Regions from separate parts of the Sus scrofa genome. Here regions 2 and 3 are each linked to region 1. A link is a contact called in public HiChIP or PLAC-seq data. All regions are on one chromosome and are shown on one strand. Each heading gives the region's core, a stretch centred on a gene start, on an enhancer-like site or on the middle of the called end of the contact. The rest is flanking DNA. Distances are from core to core; before and after follow the strand shown.

Region 1 (3,861 bases), core at 537-3,036:
TTTTGTTTTGAAACCTCCTAGGCTTGTTGTCTCTTTGTCTGCAGATTGTGAGATTAGTCTCTTTGCTTTAAACAGACCGAGCAACCTTTAAGATAAGCAGGCTTCCATGATGGGTTGACTTATTTTGGATGTGCAAAGGTGTTTACTGAGCTTCTCATGTACGACTTGAAAACTCTGCTGTCTCAGTGTGACACAGCTAAGAGTTGAAAGGGAAGCGCTGTCTGCTGTAGCGTGTTTTGGAAGGCGGCAGAAGAAAAATGTCTGTTCTAGAGCATGATCAGCTAGCGGCATCTCCCCAAGGACTGTTCATGAACCTAAGAGGAAGTCTTATTCAAGTGCCCAAGGGCAAACCACCTTGTCAAGGGACCACTGAGAACAGGTTCCATATAAGATAAGAGCCAGGTTGGCACTGGGGGTGGGCATGGGTGCTCAAGCTCTGTATCCCAGGAAAAGCATTTTCAGCAAAGTTGTGGATAATTGCATAGGTTTTACATATTAACCTATCACAGCAAAATAGCAAAAATCAATGGATTAAAATGACGTTCACTTGCCCCACCCCCCAACCCCCTGCTTCTCTGTACCCTGTACAGAGGGCAGTGGGTAAAAAGGGAATAAAAAGGCTGCCACCATCAAGGAAGCTTCTGCCCACCCCACCCCCATCCTGAGTTATCACCCATTTTGTGCACACAGCTCTCTGTGTGAGGGTTTCTCCAGCCAGAACGGAGGCCACCACGAGGGCAAGCCAGTCAAGACATCAAACAGCAGGTCATAATAGAAACCAGGGCTCCGGATGCCAGGGTCCTGGCTCCATCTCTAATAATTTGTGTGCCTTTGGACAAGGCATTCTTCCTCTTTCATGTGTAAAACAAGGGGGCTGGACTAAGAGTTCTCCAAGGCTCCTAAACAGTTCCTGAAAATTAAGATCCTTTTCGTAAGGAATGTGTAGGGAGGTTGTGAAAGGAAGCATAATTATCTCTGTTAGCTGTAAAAGAACACAGTTTGGAGGTGGTGTGAAAATAATCCACAAGGAATCCTTACGATGGGATGGGAAACTACACAGAAACGTAGAATTGTGTGTGCATAACGTGAGCAGAGGTATATGAGGCAATATAAAACCGGGCTCATGTAAGAAAGACCACAGCTTAAAGCAGAAAAAGTCAGGCTTTTGAACCGAAGCTGCGCCCTATCCTTTTTACAATCTCTCCCCATGATAATGTAGCACCTTGTGCACGCAATTAAATGTCAGCCACAGAAAACATTTCCCTTGGCTTTGTTGTTCCAGAACGGGATTCTTTTGTCTTCAATATAATGGATATGCAGAAACAATGATAGAACAGAGATTTTTTTCTAAAGCGATGACAAACACACTGCTGCTTCCTCCCTCCTTTCTCCGTATCCCCACCCCCCAAAATAAATCATTGTTTAAAAAAAATTCCCATTGTCTATTGTCCACGGAGATCAAGATCTGCCTAGGAACAGCGCTGGCGGGCTCGCAGCAGCCGTGAGCAGCCGGTAGGTGGCGCACGAAGGCAGCGCAGGCGGGGGCGCTGCACAGATCCCGGTGGGAGGGGTCTCGCCGCCCCCACGCCCGCCCGCCGCCGTCTTCCACCCGCTCCTAGCGTGCTAATTGCTGGATACTCTACTGGGACTTCGGTTAGGGGAAAAGAAAGCGGGAATGGGAGGCGGGGAATCTGGTTCCGAATACACAAAAGCCTCCAGGTCCCAGGGGCCCAGGAGCAGGGCGCTCCCTCCATCGCCCACCATCCCTCTGCTCTGCTCCGCCAGGGCTGCGGCCAAAGGAGCAGACAGACGCTGGAGGGTGGGGATAGTGATCTCGGTGCAGAGCCCCACTCCCCGGTGCCTGGCGCCTGCCTAAGCCTGGATGTCTTCCTCCTCAGCTCGCTCATCCCAGGCATCAGAGCCCAAGCCTACCCCAAACGCTGTCCAGCCAGGCGTGGGGCTGCGTTCTGACTGAGGTAATGCCAACGCCAGGGACAAGCCCTGGGGCGGGCCAGGTCCCCAAGCAGCAAGATCTGGTGAGCTTCAAAGCAGGAAGATCCCATGTGTCTGCCTGGGCCTGTCTGGTGCCATCAGCAAGCCTCCTTGCAGGAGTCGGGCAGATCCTACCCCTTACGTTCACCGGCTAGCCATGTCAGGTGACAGTGAAAGGGCCACGCGGTCCTCCGACCCCCAACCTCTGTCCAGTAGAACGTGGTGTTAAGGTTTTTGATGGCTCTAAAATCAGAAGCCTGGGTTGAAACGTGAGCATTGACACCTGGGGTTTTGTGACCTTGGGGATGTTCCCCAAGCTTCCATCTCCCAGGCTATACAAATCGGCAGTAATACTTTTAGGAATGTAGCGAGGATTTTTTAAAAGTGGTACTTAACTTAGTAGGAGACCAGGCTGGAGTAACTGTTGTTATTAACAACCTGACTCCTTGGAGAGGCAGGGGAAAGGGATGCAGTTTGCTGCCCTTGAGACAGATCTCGCATCACTGTTGCCTAGACTGAGAAGGGGGCCAAGAGGAGAGCCCAGAACATCCTCAGACTGGTCACTCCCAACAGAAGATCCCAGCCATCCTTCTGCAGCCCGCGGCCACCATCCCTCTTCCGGCCCCTGAGGCTGGGCTGGGCTGTGTTAGGCCCTTCTCCTCTCCTTCCTCTCCCTTGCATATACATGTTTTCCCCTCTCCATTGGAAAGTTCTGAGACAGTGTATAAACATGGGCTTTGGAGTCAGACGCGCCCAGGTTGGAATTCTGACTCCCCATGTGCTAGCTGGGAAGTTTGGGGATATGCTATTTCATTTCCCTGGGCTGCAGTTTGCTGCTCTATAAAATGGTGGTCATGAGACCTATCTAAACCTTCCTATAAAGATGAAAGGAGCTAATGTATATAAACAGCCCAGCATGTAATAGCTGTTCAGTAAATTTTTAAGTTTACCATTGGAATTGGGTTAGATTATTTTGCAGAACATAATGAATGATCACTGGAACTTATAGAGATACCCAACAAGTTGAACCCACAAATGACTAATAATTAGCTCTTCTACTCCCTAGTCAGCAAACTTTATTTCCCTCCCAGAAAAGAGCAGAAATCAATCCAGTGAGGGCACATTCTCCCCAGAGCCACACAGGTATAACTAAGGCGCTTAACTAGGCTTATTAATGCTTTGGGGCTACCAGCTGCCCATTTTAGAGCAATACTCCATCTGGAAGGTTCTCTAGGGGTGGGCCTTGCTTTAAAGTTGCATTCGAAGCCATGGTGTGTACCTGGATGGTCAGTGACTCGCAGTATTTGTCGCATGTGTGGTGCTACCCCAAGCAGAGGTGTGGTAGGCAGGGCATGACACTGAGCCACTCCTACCTGAGGCAGGCAGGTCAGGAACTGTTGATGCTTCTCTAAAAGGACACTTGGGCATTTCAATGTGCATCAGATTTGTGTAACTTTTGGGAGAAGCTCAGGTATTGGGAAGACCTTCCCAGGAGCACAGTAGGCAGCCTTGGTAGCCAACCTCCACGGTGGCCCCCCAGGACTCTTGCCTCCTGATATTCATGCCCTAGTGTCGTCCCCTCCCTGTTAAGCAGGGCTGGCCTGTGCAACCAAGGGTATATTGCAAAATCAGTGTGTGACCTACAAGACCGGCACATAGAAGACATTGTGACTTTCATTTTGCTCTCTCCTGTATCACTTACTGTGGGGAAGCTGGCCACCAATGCCAAGAGAGCACTTAAGTGGCTATTCAGAGTGGTCTGTGCATCAAGGAGCTGAGACCTTCTGCCATCAGCTGGCACCAGCCTCCCAGCCCTGTGAGCAAATCCTCTTGGATGAACTGGGTTCCCTGGCCCCAATCAAGCCTTCA
Region 2 (3,862 bases), core at 1,106-3,605, 140 kb after region 1:
GTGACTCACCGTGTACTGTTTTAAGCAACGACACAGCCTCAGAGCATAAAAGGATGTCGAGTCATCTCCAGTTTCCTGCTCCGGTTGACGTCATTGTCATCGTCATCACCCTCAACTGTATCACATTATTAAGTGTCCGAAGAAGCAGATCAGTCGCCAGACAAAACATGCTACGTAGACACACTCCTTGGTGTCTCGGAGTCTGTCTTCTTTAAATAGATAACATGAAAATGGAGCTAATTCAGGCTAAGGTATTGATCGTCCTGCAGTAACAGATGGCCTTAACCAGTCATCTGAAAGCACAAGTGCAATATCCCAGTTGCTGAGAACCTGCTGTGTGTGCGTAACAGGTGTCCGCTGTGTGAACTGGGTGCTGAGACCACACTCAGAAAGAGTACACAGCCCCCCGGCCCCCAGGTTGCCCCTAAGGAGCTGGATACAGTGACAGAAGTGTGTGTGAACATGATAGGGGCACAGAAGTGTGGTATTTGGCCTACTCAGGTGGTAAAGAAGTTAAAGACAGGTGTGGCCTGGGCAAAGTCATAGTCCTTAGCTGAGTGAAGGGGGGAGGGGCTGCTCTCAGGTGAGTGTGAACTAGGGGTGCAAGTGGGAAGCACCCTGGGGGAGGGGCAGGTGCCCAGTGCAGGGAGTCACTGACTCCAGTGGTGGCAGAGAGAAGCATGGCTCTGAATGTCATGCCCAGGGGCTTGGAGGGCAGAGCGGAAGGGCACTGGGCAATGGAGTTAGGTATCAGCCTTTGCTGGGTGAGGGGGGGATGGTTATGAGCAGGATGGTTATGAGCAGGATGGGTTTGGGCTGTGGTTTCATCTCCGGCTTCTGGAGTTGGATTTGAAATGTGTGTGAAATAAAGTTCAAAAAGCTCGCTGACAGGTGTAGGAGGCAAGGGTGCAGTAATGCTTGAGCCTGGCCCCGGGTGCGGGCACTGTCACCATGGAAGGGTCACGTTAGAGAGGAAGGTGATGGAGTCAGCTTGAGATGTGCAGGTCTGGCCTGTTTGTGGAGATGGTCCAGGCTGAGCTCACAGTGAGATCTTGGAAAATCTGGGCTTGGAGTTTCATGGATGTGCTCTGTGAAAGTTGGAGAAAGCAGGTGGCCTTGGTGGGAATAGATACAATTCTTCTCACTCAATCAAGTTAAATCTGACAAAAAGAGAAGAAATGTATGCTCCCTCCGACTTCGGGGACGCAGATTCTCTGCATGAAAAGGAGGGGCTCCTGGCTGAGCTCCACTTTCCTCTTCTGGGGCAGAAGCCCAAGCAAGGCAGCTCCTCTGCAGACATGGACTCAGGTCTGCCCTGCTGATTGGCCTGGGTTTTGTCCTGGATGATCAGTAGCAGGCTTCCAAACCTGCACTGGGGCTGCCACTGGCCAGGGGAAGGGCAGGTGACAAAAGAAAAAGATGTATTGCACATTTCCTAACCCAGAAAGAAGCTACGGATCAGCTGAGAAACACACGGAGAGAGACAAAGACAGAGGAAAGAGGAAAGGAGGGGTAAGATATCTGAGTAGTCGGTTCAGCTTGAAACAGCATTTGAAAAAACACGAAGAGCTGAAAAGAAGAGAAAGTTACTTCTGTGCCTGGTCCTTAATTAGGAAGTTCACACTTTAGCCATGGGCTATCTTAGGAACCACACTCTCCATCTTTTGAGGCACCCTCTCTCTCTCTCATCATATTTGGGGCAGGGCGATGACTATAAAAGAGCAAGAAAGGAGCAAACTGGTTCCACGTTTAAAGCTTTCTTAATTAGAAGAGCCGAGAGAAGATGAGTGAGGGCCATCGGAGTCGCGACTCTGTGGATGGCCCCAGTCAGCACTGGGGGCCCTTGGTTAGCTTTATTGGACGTGTGCTTTTTCTTTGTTTTGTATCGAACAGATTCCCTTCTCTGATGTTCAGTGGGGAACACCGTTGCCTGAGGATGGCAATTAGCTAGAGCTAGGCCATCTCGTCTTTGCACAGCCCAAGATGAGGTATATAATTACTCTGGCACCTCAGCAGCCTTTCCAGCCCCTCTCTACACACACACACACACACACACACACACACACACACACACGCACACGCACACACACAGTAGCAGGATGACAGGGCCATCCTCTTGCGCCCCGCCCCCTCTCCTGCACCCCCTCCCCCTCCCCAGTTCCTCCTCACCTGGCTGAAATCCTGGGGTGCACGGACCTTGCCTGCAAATAGAACACACGGTGCCTGTTACGTCATCAGGTTCGGCGCAGCTCATTGGCCGAGAAGTTGAGAGTCTTATTTTAGACCCAGAGACTGGGCGGTGTGGATCCAGCTAGAACAGGTCTCTTCCAGCCCCAGCTGCCGGCCCTCCTCCTGCGGTTGCTGGGGCTTCAGAGGATGGAATGTCAGAGCGAGCTTGCTGCTAACTGCAGGGTGAGCAGGACAACCTCGCTGCTATTAAGCTGGGAAAACGAAGATGGGCAACCCAGAGGTGGCTGACCACCCAGCTAGCTGATATTCTGCCCTCCACACTGATATATGCTGCCTTCTTAGTTGCTGCCAACCGTACAGGAGCCAGTTATAAGAGACTCGGTCTGTTCCTCAGCCTCTCCTCCTTTCCCATTTGCTTCCCGTAGTTGAGGTTTAAAACGCCTGCTTTGATATTCCGAGTAGATCAAGTGCATTCCAAAGGATAGCTCAAGCTAGATTAATACACTTCAACTAAGATGCTTCCTCTGCAAACCGGAGGTTTAAACCTTCTGGGATAAAAGCCTTAATGCGGTGAACAGGGGTATAGATCGGATCCAGGAAGGCAGAGGAAACAAAATATTTGAAAAGACTTCACTTCTTCGTTTAGAACCCGCTGAGCAACCAGAGAGGGCATCTTTTCAGAAACTGAAAATCTGGACACATCATCTGGCAAAGGTTTTTTTTTTTTTCTGATTTAAGTATAAAAATTCACATCTGGTTATGCCTTTCAGGAATTTTTTTTTTAATGAAAATTTGTGACAGAGTACAAATCTACCATAAACTTATGACAGTAGGCAACCAATAGAATGTTTCAGCTCAGAATCGCCTAGGAAATTCACAAGTTCCCTACACTGTAGGGCCAGGTTATAGATGGATAACCAACCTCCCCAGTGTGGAAATCTGAGTGCAAATAAGAGCAATGAGGACTGAATTAAGATCTTGCTGTCTTCACACTTGGCGACTGTGCCCGCCTTGATTTCACAATAATACATCAACATCGTCTCTGGTACATCCGGCTTGTCTCTCATCTGCTGTCAGCTCAGCAGCTAAAATGTCTAGTGCTTTAATATCACGATCATTATTGTGTTGGGGCCTTCAGGGTCAGGCATCCCTCTTTCCGGTGGCCTCAGTGTAGACCAGGACAAAACCTGAGTTTGTTGGGGGAGCCTTGGGTCCCCCTGGCATGGTTTTGTGGGCCTCTCTTCCGAGTACGCCTGCAGCTCCCACCCAGCAGCCCTGGGAAGCCAGCGTCCCCTCCCGCGTTTCCTGTGCCCCGCAGCCTGGGCCGGACCCCCTGACGACACCCATTGAAACGCAAATGACAGCAGTAATTGGCTGAGAGATAAACCGGGACAAGTGAGTGAGCAGTGCGGCGGGGAGTTAAGTGGCGAAGTGACAATTACCGCACTGCAGCCTCCGGGATCACGAGCTGCCGGCCGTTTGTTCTCAGTTTTAAAGGAGCAATAACACATTAATTGCAGGAGGGCTTCGCGGTTAACGTGCCTCACCCGGTTTCTCCTCCGATTCTACTTTGGGGAGGGGGAGTAGGTGGCCTGGAGAAGAACGGCTGTGTTGATTGCTTCTCCCCAACCCCAGCTCCCTCCCCATCCAGTCGGGTTAGAATTTTGGAATT
Region 3 (3,828 bases), core at 660-3,159, 180 kb after region 1:
CCCTGACATTACTTTTACAATCATTTTGGCACCTTTAATATAGTTTTAAATATAGTGCCTATTTTGGGAGAAATCATGGCTTCTGTTAGTGACATTGTTTCTTGTCCTTACTGGAAAAAAAATCATAAGGCTGATAGATATTTTTGTCATTAACATATAGGCATTTTTGCTTGCTTTCAGAAGGCTATAACTTTAACGTTTATAATTAAATGGACTTTTTTCCTCAATGCAAGGGAATTTCTGGGATCTGACTATACACATAGAGTAAAAGAAATGTGAATTGATTAACATGCTATTATATAAACTATGGGAGTGGAGTTTCAAAGACCTTTATTGTACTAATCCTTCACTGTCATATATTTCTCTATAGAGTAAAATTCCGTGGATGCTGGATAAAAGTTTCATTTTGCCCAAGATATTTAACCAGGTATCAAAGAGGATAGTTAATAAAAGTGATCTGACCTTCATCGTGATTCTGAAGGAGGCTCTTGTCCAATTATGTTCTCTCTCCCTCTTGTGTACAGTCACTGCTAGTGAGTCAGTTTCTACACGGGAGCATTTGTACCTCAGGGGAGAGGGCCCCTGACCCATGAGGAGGTCCTGCGGCCAGCTGCCCAGAGTAGAAAAATGTGTATTCAGTGGAACCCCTATCAGTGGAGCAAATGTTGAGAACCTGGTAGGTGGTACCACGTTGTACAACTGCACCCCGAGCAGTAGGTGTCACTGTAGTCAGTGGCTTCTGACTGCTCAGAGCTGAAGGGGTTAATTGGGTCTGGTTTATTTGGGCAGATAAAGGTCCATCTGTGCCCTCCCGGCTGCTTGTCTTTGTCGCTAGGGCCCCAGTTGACACCAATGAAAGCTCCAGTCCATGTTGAAAGGCACCATTTTTCTCTCCAAGAAGGGAAGCAAGATACCTTCCCATCTATATTTTAGAGTCAGGGGCTAGGCTGTTTGATGTGATGCGGTGGGTTGAGTTGAGGGGGATAAACAGAAGTGACAGACTCCTTCTCAAGTCTGGTGGGGGACCTGGGATGGAGGGGAAGGGAAAATTCTATTAAGAGAAATGAAAGAATATGGACTCGCGGAATACATTTCCTTGTTGTTATTGGCCCTGAGCCCTGTTACATTGAGGCGGTGTGAGCTTTCAGAACTTCTATCAGCATCCTTCTCAGAAATTTCCCTTTTACCACAAAGGAAGCAAAGAGAGAGAGAGAAAAAAAAAAATCTCTCTCCAGCAGAGATGTACTTCTTTTTTGGCGCTTTCCACCCCAGAAAGTTAATTCTCAAATGCTAAAATGGAATTTAGGATTTAGAAACAGCTACTCTGTGGACTAATTAAAAAAAACAAACAAACCCAACAACAAAAAAATCCACCCAAAACCCTGGGATTACATAGCCAATTGCTTTTTCAAGTACACCCAATTTTACTTTTTCTTTTCTAGTAGCACCCTGGTGTGAAAACAAAATAAAACCGAGTAAGCCTGCTGTACAGTTTTAGATTCATCTTATCTCTTATTATAATTATTTTTCTTTTGCCTAGAGAACCGATCTCTCTCCCAACGCACCACACGTGCAGCACAGAGCAGTTTGTCCTTTAAAAAAAAATACAGGAAGGCTTTCTGTATATGATTTATACAGGTACTCATTAAAAATAACTCCTGTCCAGTCTCTGCTCTTCCCCATAGCCTGCCGGTTGGTTGTGCTTAACTCCCCGATTAAGCCTTGCTCTTAATGCTACAGTGTGTTAAGCTCAGACTGCTCTCTTTCTCTCTCTCTCTCTCCCCTTCCGTCTCCCCTCCGAGTGAGTGGCTCGTTTTAAACCATCCGCACGCTCCCTGAGCCTGGTGGCGTCGCTTCCTGCCTCCCTGGCTCGCTGTTGCTAAGTGAGAGGCAGCAGATCACCCGTAAAGCTGAACCAATAGCATCCTGACCCCCATAGGCTGGTAAAAGCCGAAGAAAAGAGACTCCCACCGCGTTGTCTGTGGCCGGCGGGTCCTCCTCCCCCTCCCTCTCCCCTCCCACCTTTTCTTTTCCAACAGGAAGGGGAGGCGGTGAGGGAGCCAGGAGGAGGAAGAGGGAAGAAAGAGGGTGGGGGAGGTGAATCCTAATCTGCCTGGCTGTACTTGAGATAAATGCCATTTTTTCTTTGTGGAGAAAGGGAATGGGCGCTTCTCTTCAGCAATCACAGACCGGCAGATGCGCTGCTTTCTGCCCCCAAACTGCCGGCTGTTGTCAAAGCTCAAACTCGGAATGAGACGTTTGTCGACCTGCAGACAGACCTGCATATCTGCTCTGCTTCCTTCTCCCTCTCTCTCTCTCTCTCTCCACGCCCCCCCACCTCTCTCCACAGCTGTGACTCTTTTAATCCCTATAGTCGTGCAGATCTTGGCACCCTCTGTTCATTCTTCCTCTTCACCTCTCCCTTTCTTCTGTCTGGCAGTACTCTGGTCCAGAAATGCCTTTCCTTGAATGTACAAATGGGCAAAGGGTATTTTGTATCTTGTCCTGTGGAAGGAGTCATCTGATCATCCTGGGGAATGAGTGAGAGCGGAGGAATATTTATAAAGGCAATTAAAAAAAAATTCCCCATTAAGAATGTCATTGTCTTTGGTAAGGTCTATGCAAGCACAGGATGAGATGAAAGGCTGTTCCTATCTGGATAACTGCCAGTGTAGACAGCCAGTGGTAGAGTTGCGATTATACAGAGGAAGTGACCTTTCTCCTATAATTACTTGGGTATTTTGGGCAACAGCAGACTCAAGTTACCTGAGTAATTACGGCTTTGTAGATCTGACCTTCCAACAAGACAGATTCTAGGTAAGTTTTCCAGGGAGAATGTTTGCTATCTTTGGTGATAAAAGGAGCGAAGGCATCCAGTATTTTTGCAACCAGATGAAGTCCAGTTACCAGGAGGCTTTCTTCGGTTCATTGCCCAATCGATTCCCAGTAAAGGTCCTTTACTGGACATTTTGGAGATGGCTTATTGTTTGGTGGCTCCTGTGCCTTTGGAAAAAATAACTCGTGTTTCTCAGTCAAGGGTGTTGTGGTTTCCTGTAACCTATTCCTGGATTTGCTTGTGTTGTGGTAGGATATCAAACGCACGATACTCATGGTTAAACTGTCCATTTCCCTCAAGAAATTTTCCTTTCATACTTGAAATCCTATCATACTGCTGGACCAGAAATCCCGTCCACTTACTCAGTATCACACAGAAAAGTGATCGTTATTTTCCCACTCCACCTACTTTCTCTAGCCTTTATACCAACTTCTGTCTGTCTTTTCTTTTTTTTTTTGAACCCAAACTAAAATATTTTCATAAAGGGGAAGCGTGGGGGGATCAGATTAACCAAAAGGGAATTACCAGGGAAAAACCTTCACAAGCGCTCAGCAACTAGAATGTTTTTGTTTTAAGAGTTTATCTTTTTCTTAATACCATGACGTAAATGACAGTCAATACAGGTCTAAGCTAAAGCATTTAAAGCCAAAATTTGTAGATGATCTCTAGACATCATCTCACTCACTTTCAGTCCCTTCCAGGTTAGGTCGGAGCTATTTGCTGGTTGCCCAGTGCTCAGAATTGAGTGATACCTTCATCTTCTGCTGTGCCCATTTTTGAAACGGAGAGCCGATGACAAAATAAAGCTCCACAAGTGAGCAAAGAGGTTAAAAGGGGTGTATGTGCATGAGGTGGGGCCAGCATGCCCTGTAGAACTGCCTTGCCCCCCAGTTGGTCACTAGATTAGAATTGTTAGCTGTTATTCATTTACCACTTGCCTGTTTTCTGTACAGCCCTGTGCTGAGAGTTTTGAGCTGGAAACACAGTCTAAG

Evidence for each region. HiChIP or PLAC-seq counts read pairs in DNA pulled down with a chosen protein or histone mark.
Region 2: an H3K27ac HiChIP or PLAC-seq map of skeletal muscle shows a contact between it and region 1, with 4 times the contacts expected there. The contact joins two enhancer-like sites. A contact is called at or near these places in 2 of 47 Hi-C or Micro-C datasets (embryonic fibroblasts and epiblast stem cells) and 1 of 2 datasets of contacts at active chromatin or transcription factors (skeletal muscle).
Region 3: an H3K27ac HiChIP or PLAC-seq map of skeletal muscle shows a contact between it and region 1. The contact joins two enhancer-like sites. A contact is called at or near these places in 5 of 47 Hi-C or Micro-C datasets (embryonic fibroblasts, epiblast stem cells, mesenchymal stem cells and 1 more) and 1 of 2 datasets of contacts at active chromatin or transcription factors (skeletal muscle).

Annotation. Positions count from the first base shown.
Region 1 is chr8:86,798,580-86,802,440 of Sscrofa11.1, forward strand. The region is part of intron 3 of LOC110262151 (a long non-coding RNA gene); the gene reads left to right. Among named protein-coding and RNA genes, the nearest start is that of MAML3, 79 kb to the right of the region's middle. Within about 2 kb of position 1,787, at least 34 of the 83 cell types and tissues checked have an H3K27ac peak or open chromatin away from gene starts, as enhancers often do. A contact at or near this core is called in epiblast stem cells and skeletal muscle, where this site is marked.
Region 2 is chr8:86,935,451-86,939,312 of Sscrofa11.1, forward strand. All of the region lies in intron 1 of MAML3 (mastermind-like protein 3), which reads left to right. Among named protein-coding and RNA genes, the nearest start is that of MAML3, 58 kb to the left of the region's middle. Within about 2 kb of position 2,356, at least 47 of the 83 cell types and tissues checked have an H3K27ac peak or open chromatin away from gene starts, as enhancers often do. A contact at or near this core is called in skeletal muscle, where this site is marked.
Region 3 is chr8:86,979,997-86,983,824 of Sscrofa11.1, forward strand. The region is part of intron 1 of MAML3 (mastermind-like protein 3); the gene reads left to right. Among named protein-coding and RNA genes, the nearest start is that of MAML3, 100 kb to the left of the region's middle. Within about 2 kb of position 1,910, at least 63 of the 83 cell types and tissues checked have an H3K27ac peak or open chromatin away from gene starts, as enhancers often do. A contact at or near this core is called in epiblast stem cells and skeletal muscle, where this site is marked.